2 separate regions of the Mus musculus genome follow, and region 2 is linked to region 1. A link is a contact called in public promoter capture Hi-C data. All regions are on one chromosome and are shown on one strand. Each heading gives the region's core, a stretch centred on a gene start, on an enhancer-like site or on the middle of the called end of the contact. The rest is flanking DNA. Distances are from core to core; before and after follow the strand shown.

Region 1 (6,625 bases), core at 2,793-5,292:
GGACACATGCTCCACTATGTTCATAGCAGCCTTATTAATAATAGCCAGAAGCTGGAAAGAACCCAGATGCCCCTCAACAGAGGAATGGATACAGAAAATGTGGTACATCTACACAATGGAGTACTATTCAGCTATTAAAAAAATGAATTTATGAAATTCCTAGGCAAATGGATGGACCTGGAGGGTATCATCCTGAGTGAGGTAGCCCAGTCACAAAGGAACTCACACAATATGTACTCACTGATAAGTGGATATTAGCCCAGAAACTTAGGATACCCAAGATATAAGATACAATTTGCTAAACACATGAAACTCAAGAAGAACGAAGACCAAAGTATGGACACTTTGCCCCTCCTTAGAATTGGGAACAAAACACCCATGGAAGGAGTTACAGAGACAAAGTTTGGAGCTGTGTCAAAAGGATGGACCATCTAGAGCCTGCCATATCCAGGGTTCCATCCCATAATCAGCTTCCAAACGCTGACACCATGGCATATACTAGCAAGATTTTGCTGAAAGGACCCAGATATAGCTGTCTCTTGTGAGACTATGCCGGGGCCTAGCAAACACAGAAGTGGATGCTCACAGTCAGCTATTGGATGGATCACAGGGCCCCCAATGGAGGAGCTAGAGAAAGTACCCAAGGAGCTAAAGGGATCTGCAACCCTATAGGTAGAACAACATTATGAACTAACCAGCACCCCGGAGCTCTTGACTCTAGCTGCATATGTATCAAAAGATGGCCTAGTCGGCCATCACTGGAAAAAGAGGCCCATTGGACTTGCAAACTTTATATGCCCCAGTACAGGGGAACGCCAGGCCCAAAAAGGGGGAGTGGGTGGGTAGGGGATTGGGAGAGAGGGTATGGGGGACTTTTGGGATAGCATTGGTAATGTAAATGAGGAAAATACCTAATAAAAAGTATTTAAAATATAGACACACACAGACACACACAAAAAAAGAAACCAGTCTGGTGGTTCTTCAGAAAATTGAACATAGTATTACCTGAGGACCCAGCTATACCACTTCCGGGCATATACCCAAAAGATGCTCCAACATATAACAAGGACACATGCTCTGTTAAGTTCATAGCAGCCTTATTTATAATAGCCAGAAGGTGGAAAGAACCTAGATGTCCTCCAACAGAGGAATAGATACAGAAAATATGGTACATTTACACAATGGAGTACTACTCGGCTATTAAAAACAATGACTTCATGTAATTCTTAAGCAAATGGATGGAACTAGAAAATATCACCCTGAGTGAGGTAACCCAATCACAAAAGGACACACATGGTATGCATTCATTGATAAGTGAATATTAGCCCCAAAAGCTCAGAATACCAAGATACAATTTAAAGACCACACAAAGCTCAAGAAGAAGGAATACCAAAGTGTGGGTGTAGAAGGGGGAACAAAACTCTCATGGGAGCAAATATGGAGACAAAGTGTGGAGCAGAGACTGAAGGAAAGGCCATCCAGAGACTGCCCCACCTGGGGATTCATCCCATATATAGTCTCCAAACACAGATACTATTGTAGATTCCAAGAAGTTCATGCTGACAGGAGCCTGATATAGCTGTCTCCTGAGAGGCTCTGCCAGAACCTGACAAGTACAGAGGCAGATGCTTGCAGCCAACCATTGGGCTGAGCATGGGGTCCCCATAGGGTCTCCAAGGGAGGAGTTAGAGAAAGGACTGAAGGATTTGAAGGGGTTTGCAACCCCATAAGAAGAACAACAATATCAACCAACCAGACACCCCAGAGCTCCCTGGGACTAAACCACCAACCAAGGAGTACACATGGAGGGACCCATGGCTCCAGCCACATATGTAGCAGAGGATGGCCTTGTCAGGCATCAAAAGGGAGGAGAGGCAATTGGTACTGTGAAGGCTTGATGCCCCAGTGTAGGGGAATGCCAGGGTGGGAAGGTGGGAGTGGGTGGGTGGGTGGGTGGGGGAGCATCCTCATAGAAGCAGGGAGAGGGAAATGGGATAAGGAGGGCTTCTGTGGGGGCTGGAAATCGGGAAAGGGGAGAACATTTTAAATGTAAATAAAGAAAATATACAATAAGATGTATTTAATATTCAAGGTTAAAAAAAAGATCCAAAAGTCATGCACTGATTTTTTTCTCATAAATTCAAACTGTATGTTTTAATTATCCTGACATGTTAATTGGAAAGAATGCATGTATGGAGTCATTACTATAAAGTGCTTTAAATATTGAAATTATTGTACTTCAAATATCCTGCATTGGGGCAGTCTTAAAAGAATGACAGGATACAGTTAAAAACAAGACCAGCAGCAGCTGTGAAGGGAAGGAAAGTGCCTCAGAGAGCAAACCTCACCCCTTAGAAGATAAGCCATGCCCTTGAAGTGCTGTTGGATGCCAGGGCACCAGGCTTGAAGCCACATTTTTGGAAGTGCTTTCTTCATCACCTGCTTATACTTTATTATTCCAAACACCATTTTCTGTGGGGGTGGAGGGGACCAGGAAAAAAATAGGTGCATGTGGTCACATGGTAGGATCATTGTTACAAACTCAGCTTCTATTTTGGGCATGGTAACAGAGACACAGTTTATTTCTGAATCTGACTTAATAGCTATTTCACCCTCAGGAATGTCACTACTGTTGAGAGAGAGAGAGAGAGAGAGAGAGAGAGAGAGAGAGAGAGAGAGAGAGAGAGAGAGAGCAGAAGAAGAAGAAGGAGGAGGAGGAGGAGGAGGAGGAGGAGGAGGAGGAGGAGAAGAAGAGGAGGAGGAGGAGGAGGAGGAGGAGGAGGAGGAGGAGAGGAAGACTAGCTACAAAAGTCACTGCTAAAAGGTCCTACTTTTAAAGTAATAGTCCAGTTACTAAACTTTGCTTGCCACAGACTAAGAAGGCGATGCCAAGATAGCTAAGCTACGGAGACATGGCACTAAGCCTGGTAGCCAGAACTCAATCTCCTTCACCTTTGTTCGATGGGAACCAACTCCTGCAACTTGTCCTCTGACCTCCAAGTAAGTGTTGTGGCATAAACATGCCCCGCCCACACACATAATTTAGAATAAAATCTGTCATAAAATTTGTTCAAGATTTTTTTTCTAAATCTAAAATAGACCAAGTAAATAATGGAGTCCTCTAGAAGGAGACATCTTTACAGCGAGCTCACAATGTTGGTAGATGTTTTTTCAATAAGCCTTTTCAGTGTTGCGACATGTTAAAATGAAAGACAAGCTAGTAGAGGAAAAAAAGGCAGTGTGATTCATGGGCTCCAAGGGCCTGCAGGTGGCTTCTGAGGGACTCTGCCAGTAAACGGATACAAGGACACACCTTGAAAACCAGAACCCACAGCTGTCAACACCAGCCCTTGCTATCTTTGGAAGCTGAAATGAGGGCATTCAGAAACAACCACCGAGGCCGCTGCAGAGTGTCACTACCTATTCCGTGTCGCACTAACTTGGCCTTCCTGCCGAGCTCCACTGGGCAGATTCTTTTCTGATCCTGGAACTCAGACACGTAAGTAGTTTCATTTTCCCGTGTTCTTGATCACTGCTAACAGCTGAGCCTTTCATCATCTAATAATTGCTTGATTCTCTACCAGTAGGACACTTCAACAAATAAAAATTGTCTCTGAAAAAAAAAAACTCATTGTACATTCTCCCTGCAGGTATTGGTATCAAAGCAGAAAACCATATTGTATGCTACGAACTCAGAATTGTTTACCAATGAAGGCTGAACTCAAAGCTTAATACGATGCTTCCTTGAGTGAGCCACGGCCACGTATGAACGGCATTCCTGAGTTCATGCCTCCAAGTCAGGAGGTAATTTTAAAAATCAAGTCTACATCTTTTCTATGAGCAGTCGAAAAGCACAGAATACATGCAATCAAAACCCCAAGGACTCAAAAATCATCATTCGGTCTCAGTAAGAAATAGCATGCAAATTACTTACAAAGACGTGAGCCTCCAATGCTCGGTTTCCTAGAAAAGACAACTACTCAGGAACAACTACAGCCAAACTTTCTACCAGTTCTGTAGTTCGCTCTTAATCTTCCTGCTGCTCACAAGTGCTCCCCTGAGGCCCGTAAACCCAGCACATAATTGGTGGTCTATATTTAGTGTAAATGTAGCCAAGCGATAACAAGATTCCCTGCAGTGGCTTCCGCTCTCATGTCCGAGTTTAAGATACGAATTGGTGAAGCTTTGCTTTAAAACAACAGACCGGCAAGCCTGGATTCAGTTGGTAACTGATGTGGTTCATATGAAGCTCAAGTTGAAAGTCCTTACTCAGTGGAAGTGGCTGTATCGTCTGACAGCACATTTCCTAGCTAGCGCTTCTGCTGTGCTGTGCTCCTGTGTATAAATACCCTGCAGCAGGCAGGAGCTGCCACTGGGACATCTGGTGTGCAGAGACCTCAGTAAACAGGGAGGATAGCTGTGATAACACAACTAGCGGAGTGGCTGATGTGTTAGATTTCCATCCCTGTATCCAAAATAAGTCAGCTTTATACTAGCCCCCCCCCCCGCCCCCCGTTTCAGACCTCTGATCTAGGCTTGCAGAAATAGAAAACATGGTAACAGGTACAGCTGAAAGAAGAGGCTTGAGAGGAAAGGGCCAAAGACTTGTCTTCAACCAAGCCTCACACCTAAAGATCCACCATTCTCCAGCGGTTCCAGGCTGGTGACCATGCAAGCCTTCTACACTTTTCTTTAAGGAGACTTCAGAGATCTAAACTATAGCAGCAGGTCCGGGGACTCCTGGGCTTTCAATTAGCTTTACAAAAAGTGTCTGTGGGTGCAAAGATTGCACACTTCAGCATTCCATCCAAAATGGGCTTCAGAAGCGCACCTGCCTTTTGGAAATAGCAGCCTTGTTTCCTTTCCACAAGTGGCAGGCAGTTTCTGCCCTCTGGTGTACACAATAGGTACTACAGTGAGAGCTGGGGCCTGCAAGCTCCGGGTGCCAGATCACACACAGTTTGGATGAAAACAGACTTGCAGTTGTTTAAGATCTGCCTTCGCTCACAAGTGCCCGCTCATTCTATAGCTCTGTGTGTTCCAGCTTCTCTTACACGGTTCTTTAGGGACATTATTATACTGTCAGAGAACAGGAATCTCACATTTTTTGGTCTTCCCATAGCTTGAGAACCAAGAAGACCATGCACTTGATACCTTTATCATTAAGTGCTGTCACCTGTATTAAAACTAAGCTCAGAAAAAATGAAGATGTTCCCATCATCTAGTCATGCAGGTCAAAAACCAAAACTCTTCTAACTACCCAATCTGTCCCAAATCCCCTATCATCTCAGAAGTACTTGCTTCAGTTTTGATGGCTGTTTTCCCCTTCTTCTAACATTATAACCTCAAGTACTAGTCCTCCAGAGATGGGAAACAGCCTCCACTGCCAGGGAGGGTAAAGTGGCAGCGATGAGACAACCCCATGCATGTGTCCATCCATCAAACCTGTCTGAAGGCACCTGGCTTTACTTTGACTCGTAGACAACGACTTGACCAGAATATGACGGCTCTCTTAATACTGAAATGCTGCTTTTTGAATCAGTAGAAAACATGTCTAGGGCCTTACATTTCTTTCAAATGCCCCTCATGGTATCCAGTCAATTCCCAGCCATCATAGAGTTGAGTCTATTGTTTTGAAATTAATTCTTGTGCTACAGTAATTTGGCTGAGAATCAGTGGTTGGCTGGCTGGCACTACTTTCAACTCAATTCTTAAACATCAGGTTCTTAGCAATCGTTGCCAGCAGAAGTTACTCAATGAATTCTTAAGATTTCCATCTTTGTAATCTCAAGCATGGGTTAAGTGCTTATTTCTCATTCCTCAAACCCTAACTAAACAAAAAAAAAAAAAAAAAAAAAAAAAAAAGCATAGGAATATGCCACAAGATGGAAATAGGAATAAATACCAGAGTTCAAACAATGTGACTGTGGTGGGAAACTAAGATGCCTGGACTTGCGGGTATATGAACCAACTAATGCTGCTGAAGTAGGCTCCGAGCTGGGCTGGGACGGAAGAGTTAAGTATGGACTCAACCAAGGTAAGTCATTGTATGTGAGCCAGACAAGGTAGACCGTGACTGAAAATGTTAGAGAGACGACTCTAAGGAAGAAGACATTGCAAACATAAGGCCCAAAGTCATTTTAGCTCTAAGGAATGAAATCGAGTGTGTGAAAAACTTCCAGGTTACTCAGCCCACCAGGCATGCTATCTACCCAATTTTAAGCACAAAAGACAAAAACAAAATTATTTACATCTCAACATTTCATGAATCAGAAAAGCAAACCTCCCAAAATTGAATCGCCCAATGTTTAATTCTGAACTTGATGTTCTACACAGAAATACATAAATCAAACTTCCAGTTAAGACCTTAAACGATTGACGCTTTTTGTATTCATTCCTAAGAAACTCTGGTTAGTGTGAACTCTGACTTGAACATCAATCCAAAGGATAACTGGGATGTTTCACGAAGCCACTTGCACTCGTGGGCGAGAGAAACTAACCTGCATTGACTGATAAACAATGAACCAAATTGTATACATGTCTTTAGTTAGGAAAGAGTTGAGGGCAAGCATCGTGTGTGAAAGTCCAGGACAAGTAAGTACCACCTTAAGGCAAATGCTTAACT
Region 2 (6,709 bases), core at 2,209-4,708, 1.3 Mb after region 1:
TTTGTTTTCAGATAACAAAAAAGCAATTCATAAATAGCTCAGCACTCAAAACTAAAGCCATATAGACTATATTCCATGATCCACAGACATTGTTTCTCAAGATAGGTTAGAACCATATATTTTTTATTCAGTTATTTTTGGGGGTACAGTTACTCAGGTTTGAAGTGGGGGCACACTTTTGACAATGCTTATAGCTTCCTTTTAATGAATTTTAGATCCACCAGCTTAGCACTAACATTTCACTTAAAACATGCCTTTGGTTACAGCCCTTTCTGATCCACTGCCTTAGCTTGCAGTGAGCACCAATGTTATGTTCAACAGTAATTTTACACCAGAGAGAGGAAAACATAAGAGTAAGGGAAAATTGCAACTTCAATCCGATTTGGGGCAGAAGCAGGAAATGTAAAAATAGGAACAAAACATCAGTAAGTACATTAGTGTTTTGTAAATTGATTACCTTTTCATCATCCCTAAACTGCTGCCCTAGAAAGCAGGTGATACACTTTATTAAACCATTAACAGCAGCAACAACTGCAGCCATCAAAGAAAAAGTCCACCTACTCACCAGCATTCTAACTTAGCACTCTGCCTGTGACAAGCAGCATCCTGGAAAGATGGCCCTTTGCGGCTTGCTATAGAGCTATCATTTCCAATTCTGTTTCATAACTGCTGAGAGCATGGGTGGTCATATCTCCTGGACATGCCTGTGTGCCCATCACCAGCACGGGTGGGTTACCATATCACCAAACTCACTGATACATCCGGACACCACCCAGGGCCTGGAGTGCCAGTAATTTTCAGATCCAAATGGGTACCGCTGATACACAGAATATGTATAAGGACATCTTAAGATTGAAGAGGGAGTCCGCTGTTCTTAACTGTTATTGGTTGTAATTTAAAATTAGGCTGGGTAAGATTTAAGGATATATGTGCTTGTCTTTGGTATGAAAACTTTCCCAGGAAAAGGGTCTGGGCAAAAGCTGACATCCACACTGCAGTGCTACATTACAGGCGTTGGAGCCGAGGAGCCGAGCTTCTACTGCCCGCCCTCCCTCTCGCTCGCTCAGGAAGTTAGGTGCTACCTCAAAATAACGGATCCAATCTGTTTCAACAGCAGCAGTTCTAATGAATAGGAGAAAAGCAAATGCAACAGCTTTCCTCCCAGTAATAAATCATTGTGGTTTTTGTATAGATTGCATGTGGCGTTGGAGGCAGCGCGAGCCAGGCTGCCAATATTGCTAGCTAATGCTTCAGCCCCTTTCATTTTTCACTCCGAGCAGGAACCCTTTCCTGAAACTTGTTCATTTCACAGAGGGAAAATCGAAGGCAGCGGCAGAGTGTCAGACTGCTTTATTGTCGTCGTTTACAGAGGTCGCTGGAATTAATTGACTCCTTACGTTACATATTGTAAACCGACTCATTTTTTTGACACATTGATGGGAAGGTGGCAGGATCTAAGTGGCTGCTTATTGTCTTTCTGTTCTGCCATCTGTCATAGGCTAGGAACCTAGTAAGTCTGAAATCACAGTTTGGGAAAAGAATAGCACCCACTTTCAAAGCAGACTCCGATAACTGTGAGTTGAACTAAGAGAAGAGAGGAGAAAGCTCCAGCAGATGAAATATGAACCCTGGGTTTGTTTTAATGTCTCCACAGGACCCATTAGCAGGGCAGTGAAGATTTCCACAGCCACCCTCAATTGGTGGTGTCGCTTTGAGAGCATATTCTAAGTAGCTGGCTTCCTCTTACAAGATTGGAAGTAAAAATCGGTCCACAGAGTATTCCATGAATCATCACTCCATGGACGCTCTGAGTTGACTGACAGTAATTCTGTCTCAAAGGCGTTGCTTCTGGAACCAAGGATGAGGAACTCAGTGCACAAGTAATATTTGTCGTACCAGGGCACACTCTTTTCCTGATAAGTATTTTAAATTTGTACTTATTTTTCTATCTATCACACTGGTCTCCTTTTCGCTAAACTAGGAAGATTCTCACTCGTGATCATAGCCTGCTTTCACTAAGATTAGAGGCACAGAAACAAGGACATATTGTTAAAAATGAATAAATTAAAGCCGAGTTAAGCCACCCGGCTCAGTGAGAGCAAACAGTCTTCATAAATAGGAAATGTACTTTGAAGCCATACTACCGCGATGCTGTTCAATTACCAAAGGTGACTAGAGCTCTCCTGGTTCATCTCCTGGTTTCCCTAGCATGGTAGCTTCCTGGGCTGCATTAGCAATCAGACGCTTGCACTGTCCCCTCAGAGCAGTGAGGGGATGGGATGTTATTAAAGGGAAGTCATTTACCACAATCGGGAAGATGTAGCCTGGCAGAAATTCAATACCGGTTTGTGATATGCTCATTCTGCTACTCTGCCTGGTGCCCTTCACTCCTGACACACTACAGCATCCCCCTTAAATCTTCATCCCTTGGGGCGGGCTGGGGGGTGGGGGGACAACGCCTCATTGGCTTCAGAACAGAGAAATATGAGTGATCTGCTTTTCGTTACAAGAGCTGTGGGGGCAAAGGACCCTGATTTTTCCATCTCCCTCTGTTTCTCTCTCCTTCTCCCCTCTCTCCCGCTGCCTCCTCTGCCAGCCTCTCTGTCTCCTTCCCCTCTCTCTCCCTGCTTCTCTCTTGGTCCTTCTGTTCTCTTTTCTCTGCCTCAGTCCCCGTCTCTTCTCTCTCCCTCCTCTCTCTCTCCTCCCCCGGCACTGCTTTTCTCTCCCACTCACATCCTCTGATGGGCATTCAAGCTAGTAAAATGCCTGCTTGAGAATCCCACGAACGCAGCTAGGCACACACAGAGCCGGCGGGGTTTGCATGTTCACTCAAAAGTGAAATGCAAAGAAAAATGCCCTTAGAATTCAGACAAGGGGAAAACATCAAAGGAGAACTGATGTGTAAAAACTCCGGCACCAACAAAAACACGAAATAGGGAACATTTAAACAGATAGGTATATTTTAAACTTACCTTGCCTTAGCAGATGCAGGGATAGCCCTCCTCCGGTGCCCCTGCTTGCTCAGTTCCTTGGCTGAAATAATCACATGGCTGTCTTCTTGCCCCAGTATAAATAGGTGCATATGTATGTGTAATAAAGTACACACAATTACATACTATAGATATGCACACATGCAAGCAATGGTGTCTCTCTTTCTCTCTCTCTCTTTTTCTAAAATATAAAGGAAGGCAGGAGCCTGCAGCTAGGATTCCTTCTTTTGACTGGAACTCTCTCCGGCAGCAGCAGGCTGAGCCTCTCAATCCCGTGAAGAGAGATCCTGCTAGCTGGCGTTATTTCTCCTCGTTTCCATGGTGGTTAGTGGTGCATCGTTCACCAGATCAGTTGTCACACTGACACGGTGCTGCCTGCTCAGCGGTCATTAATAACTGAACACCCTCCACTCCCCAGAGAGGAGCCAATCGCTTCAGACTGCCAAGATGTAGCACTCGCAGCTGCTCCAGCCTGGTTGGCTGAAGCAGCCTGTCTGTCCTATGACAGTGCTGCTTAGGGTACAAATAAATGAAACAGGCTTGCATATTTTTCCTTGGAATCATTTTCTTTCCTGTTTTTTCTTTTCCTTTTGGAGCAATGTGCAGCGCTTTTCAACAAGTTCTCCCATTTGGAATGTGATCAGTCATTTGGAGAAACGGTGGGGTTTTTGTTTGTTTTGTTTTTCTGTTTTTCATTTCCTCTGAGATAAGACAGGAAACACTTATGAACAAGGATTTCCTGAATATTAAAAATACTTGATAGTGACTCTGCCTCCCTGTCTGTGAAGTTCAGCAGTGGCTTTACATTTCAGCCTGCAGCCTGCAGCTCTCCTGCCCCTTGTTTGTTTCCCTACAGATCCTACTTAAATCAGCCTATGTGCATGCAGCTAATAGCCTCTCTCTCTCTTTCACTCTCTCTCTCTCTCCCTCTCTCTCTCCCTCTCTCTCTCTCTCTCTCTCTCCCTCCCTCCCTCCCTCCCTCCATTCCTTCTTTCCATTTTTCTTGTTGGTACTTTGTGTGTGGGTTTATTTTTTGTTTGCGTATTTGTTTAGGTTTTACAATGACATTTCTTAAAATTACAACAAATATTTGCTTCTCCAATACTCACAACAATGGTATGTAAGGAGAAGCATATACAAAATAAACTTTTCCAATTATAACTACTTATCTATACATGGTATAACAAATCTGATGCCACACATCGGACATGTGTTGTATGTGGCATTGCTTGTGCCTGCATCCAGATGTACATGTATGTGTGTGTGTGCGCCTGTGTATGCGTTTTAGATGTATGATTTATTAGTAATAACTCAGGGATCCTTTCCTCTACAATAGACTGAACAGTTAAATTATCTCTTTTTGCACTTACGGCTATCAACTCTGAATGGCTACTTAACTAGGAAAATGTTTTCAATAGGAATTATATGTAAAACATTTGGAATATTTAGACTAGAAATCATGCCAGCGTGGTCATGTGTTCAGCTCCAGAACAACCATGACAAATAGAAGAATATAAGGGCATGCTTTCCAGACAGTATACTAGAGAGACCTCCTGAGAGGAGTGGAACATGGGAACAATTTTCAACAGGTCCAAAGCTGCCTTATCTGAGTCTCCCCTTGCTTTGATAGACTGCCCTCTAGTGGAGGAAAAGGAAATGGCATTTATTAGATTTACTGGGGGAGGGGGGAATAACAACAAAAAGCAAAAGCATTAGCACTAATTGTTTCTTAAGGTGTCGTTGAAGTGACTTAAACCGGTGTTCTGCGCCATGACCGTATGCCTGGAAGCTTAGCCTCACTAACATTGTCTTTTGACCACCAAACGCTTTCATGTTACAGTTTTCTTTACAAAAGCAAACAAACAAAATCTACCAATGCTTTAGTTATTCGTTGTATTGATCAATTTGTTGACGGAGTCAGGGCCTTTATCTTCTGCCTAGGCAATTTGAATGCTGGTATGGTAGGTGTTCCTCAGAATATTTTTATTTTAATATATAATTGATAAACTCTAATCTTTTTGATAAGCATGAATGCTAAACCAAAGTGGCTTCTTCATTGGCCAAATGGCATCCAATTCTGAGTGTTATCCTCTCACCAGACACTTACAGGTACTTGAGTGTCCACTCACAGGTATGGGAGGAGGATGAGTGTTGGGCTGTTACATTGGAGTGCATCGCATATAACTTAATAGCCTAATTTTACTTTCTTCACTTGAAACGTACTGAATTTTTCCACTCAATTTGAATATTTTTAGAGTATATACATGGAGAATTGTGCTATAATTGTAACAACTATTTGAAAAAAATTCCTTTTATATTGTACCAACTCCTTAAGCACTTTATTTCGATTGTTATTAATTATATAATCAACAAATCTAGTAATCTGTTGATTATTATAATGTATTGATTACAATGTGCTCTCATAATGAAGATAAGTTGTGAGGCTCGAACATGTTAAAAATAACTTTTAAAAATAAAACTAGTAGGGGCCTAGAGAGATGGCTCAACTGGTTAAGAGCACTGACTGCTCTTCCAGAGGACCTGGGTTCAATTCCTGGCAGTTCACAACTATCTGTAATGACAGAAAATAAAAAATAAACATTAAAAAATAAAATTAATAATCACAGGTAGTACTTAAATCCAAACATATTTATAAGTTCATGAAAATGTTTTTATAATTAATTAGGATTGAATACTATTTCAAAAACTGCCTTATATAATAATAATTTCCTAGAAAACTGTTTTTACCAAATGAATGTTTGCTGTATTTTCAAATGTAAGAAATGTGAGTGCTCTTTGAATATAGGTACATGATAGATCAAAAGTATATCGTACTTGTGTTTAAGTGTAATATCATGGGGTATTAGAAATGAGTTTTTATTAGAAGGGAGAGAATTACTCTGGCTATGAATGAAGAAGATGAGAACTCTCTCTGGCTGTAGGTTTCCTCCTGCTAAAATTATCAGCAGCTGGAATCGAAGTATATTTGGGGATTCCTTAACTTACCGGGGAAGACAGTCATTCAATGCAGTATTATTAGGTGTCCCCTCGAAGCACCATATGAGGATATCCCGCTGAGGGATGCAAAGATTTAAGAGCATTACATGTCCTAAAATTGCTTGTGGTCATCAGAAAACAGACACAGTATGGAATAGGAATGGCCTATAAAAATTGATCTCAACTTGTAGATTATGACTCCTTTGATAGTTAAATGACCCTTTCATAGGGGTCCCATGTTCAATATCCTGCATATTAGATATTTACATTATAATTCATAACAGTAGCAAAGTTACATTTATGACGTAGCAACAAAAAGGAAGCACTTCAAGTCCCCCAGCATTGGGAAGGTTGAGAACCATTATTGTAGAAAATCATAAGACATGTTTAACTTACACATAGATGCTGGAAGAGAGCCAGAGGCAGAGTGCCTCAAGTCCTGAGCAGGTCCCAGCTCCATCACCCTGTAATCTAGTGGATGATTGACAAGGGTGCTTCTTCTCTTTGCTCCTTCTTCCATGCTCCTCCCTGCTCTCTTCTTTTTCTCCCCTTCTTTCTTTCTGTATTTCCCTTACAGTATGTACATAGTGATAGGGATTGTACATCTCAGACTCACTACATAATGAGTGTAGATTTTATCTATATTGTGTACCTCTATTATAGCAGTCACCACATGAGGATTTTATTTAATTAAAATGACCTGCAGGAAAGTTGAATGCGTG

Evidence for each region. Capture Hi-C pulls out chosen DNA fragments and counts their contacts.
Region 2: a promoter capture Hi-C map of adipose tissue shows a contact between it and region 1. The contact joins the promoter of Lrrn3 here to the promoter of Lsmem1 in region 1. A contact is called at or near these places in 2 of 39 promoter capture datasets (the 3T3-L1 cell line and pre-B cells), 1 of 115 datasets of contacts at active chromatin or transcription factors (astrocytes) and 1 of 9 other capture datasets (adipose tissue).

What each region holds. Positions count from the first base shown.
Region 1 is chr12:40,195,273-40,201,897 of GRCm38.p6, forward strand. It overlaps Lsmem1 (leucine-rich single-pass membrane protein 1), which reads right to left and starts at 4,043. Exons shown (of 4, transcript NM_001033437.2): 1 at 3,935-4,043.
Region 2 is chr12:41,482,599-41,489,307 of GRCm38.p6, forward strand. Lrrn3 (leucine rich repeat protein 3, neuronal) reads right to left here and starts at 3,459. Exons shown (of 2, transcript NM_010733.3): 1 at 2,973-3,459. The region is part of intron 4 of Immp2l (IMP2 inner mitochondrial membrane peptidase-like (S. cerevisiae)); the gene reads left to right.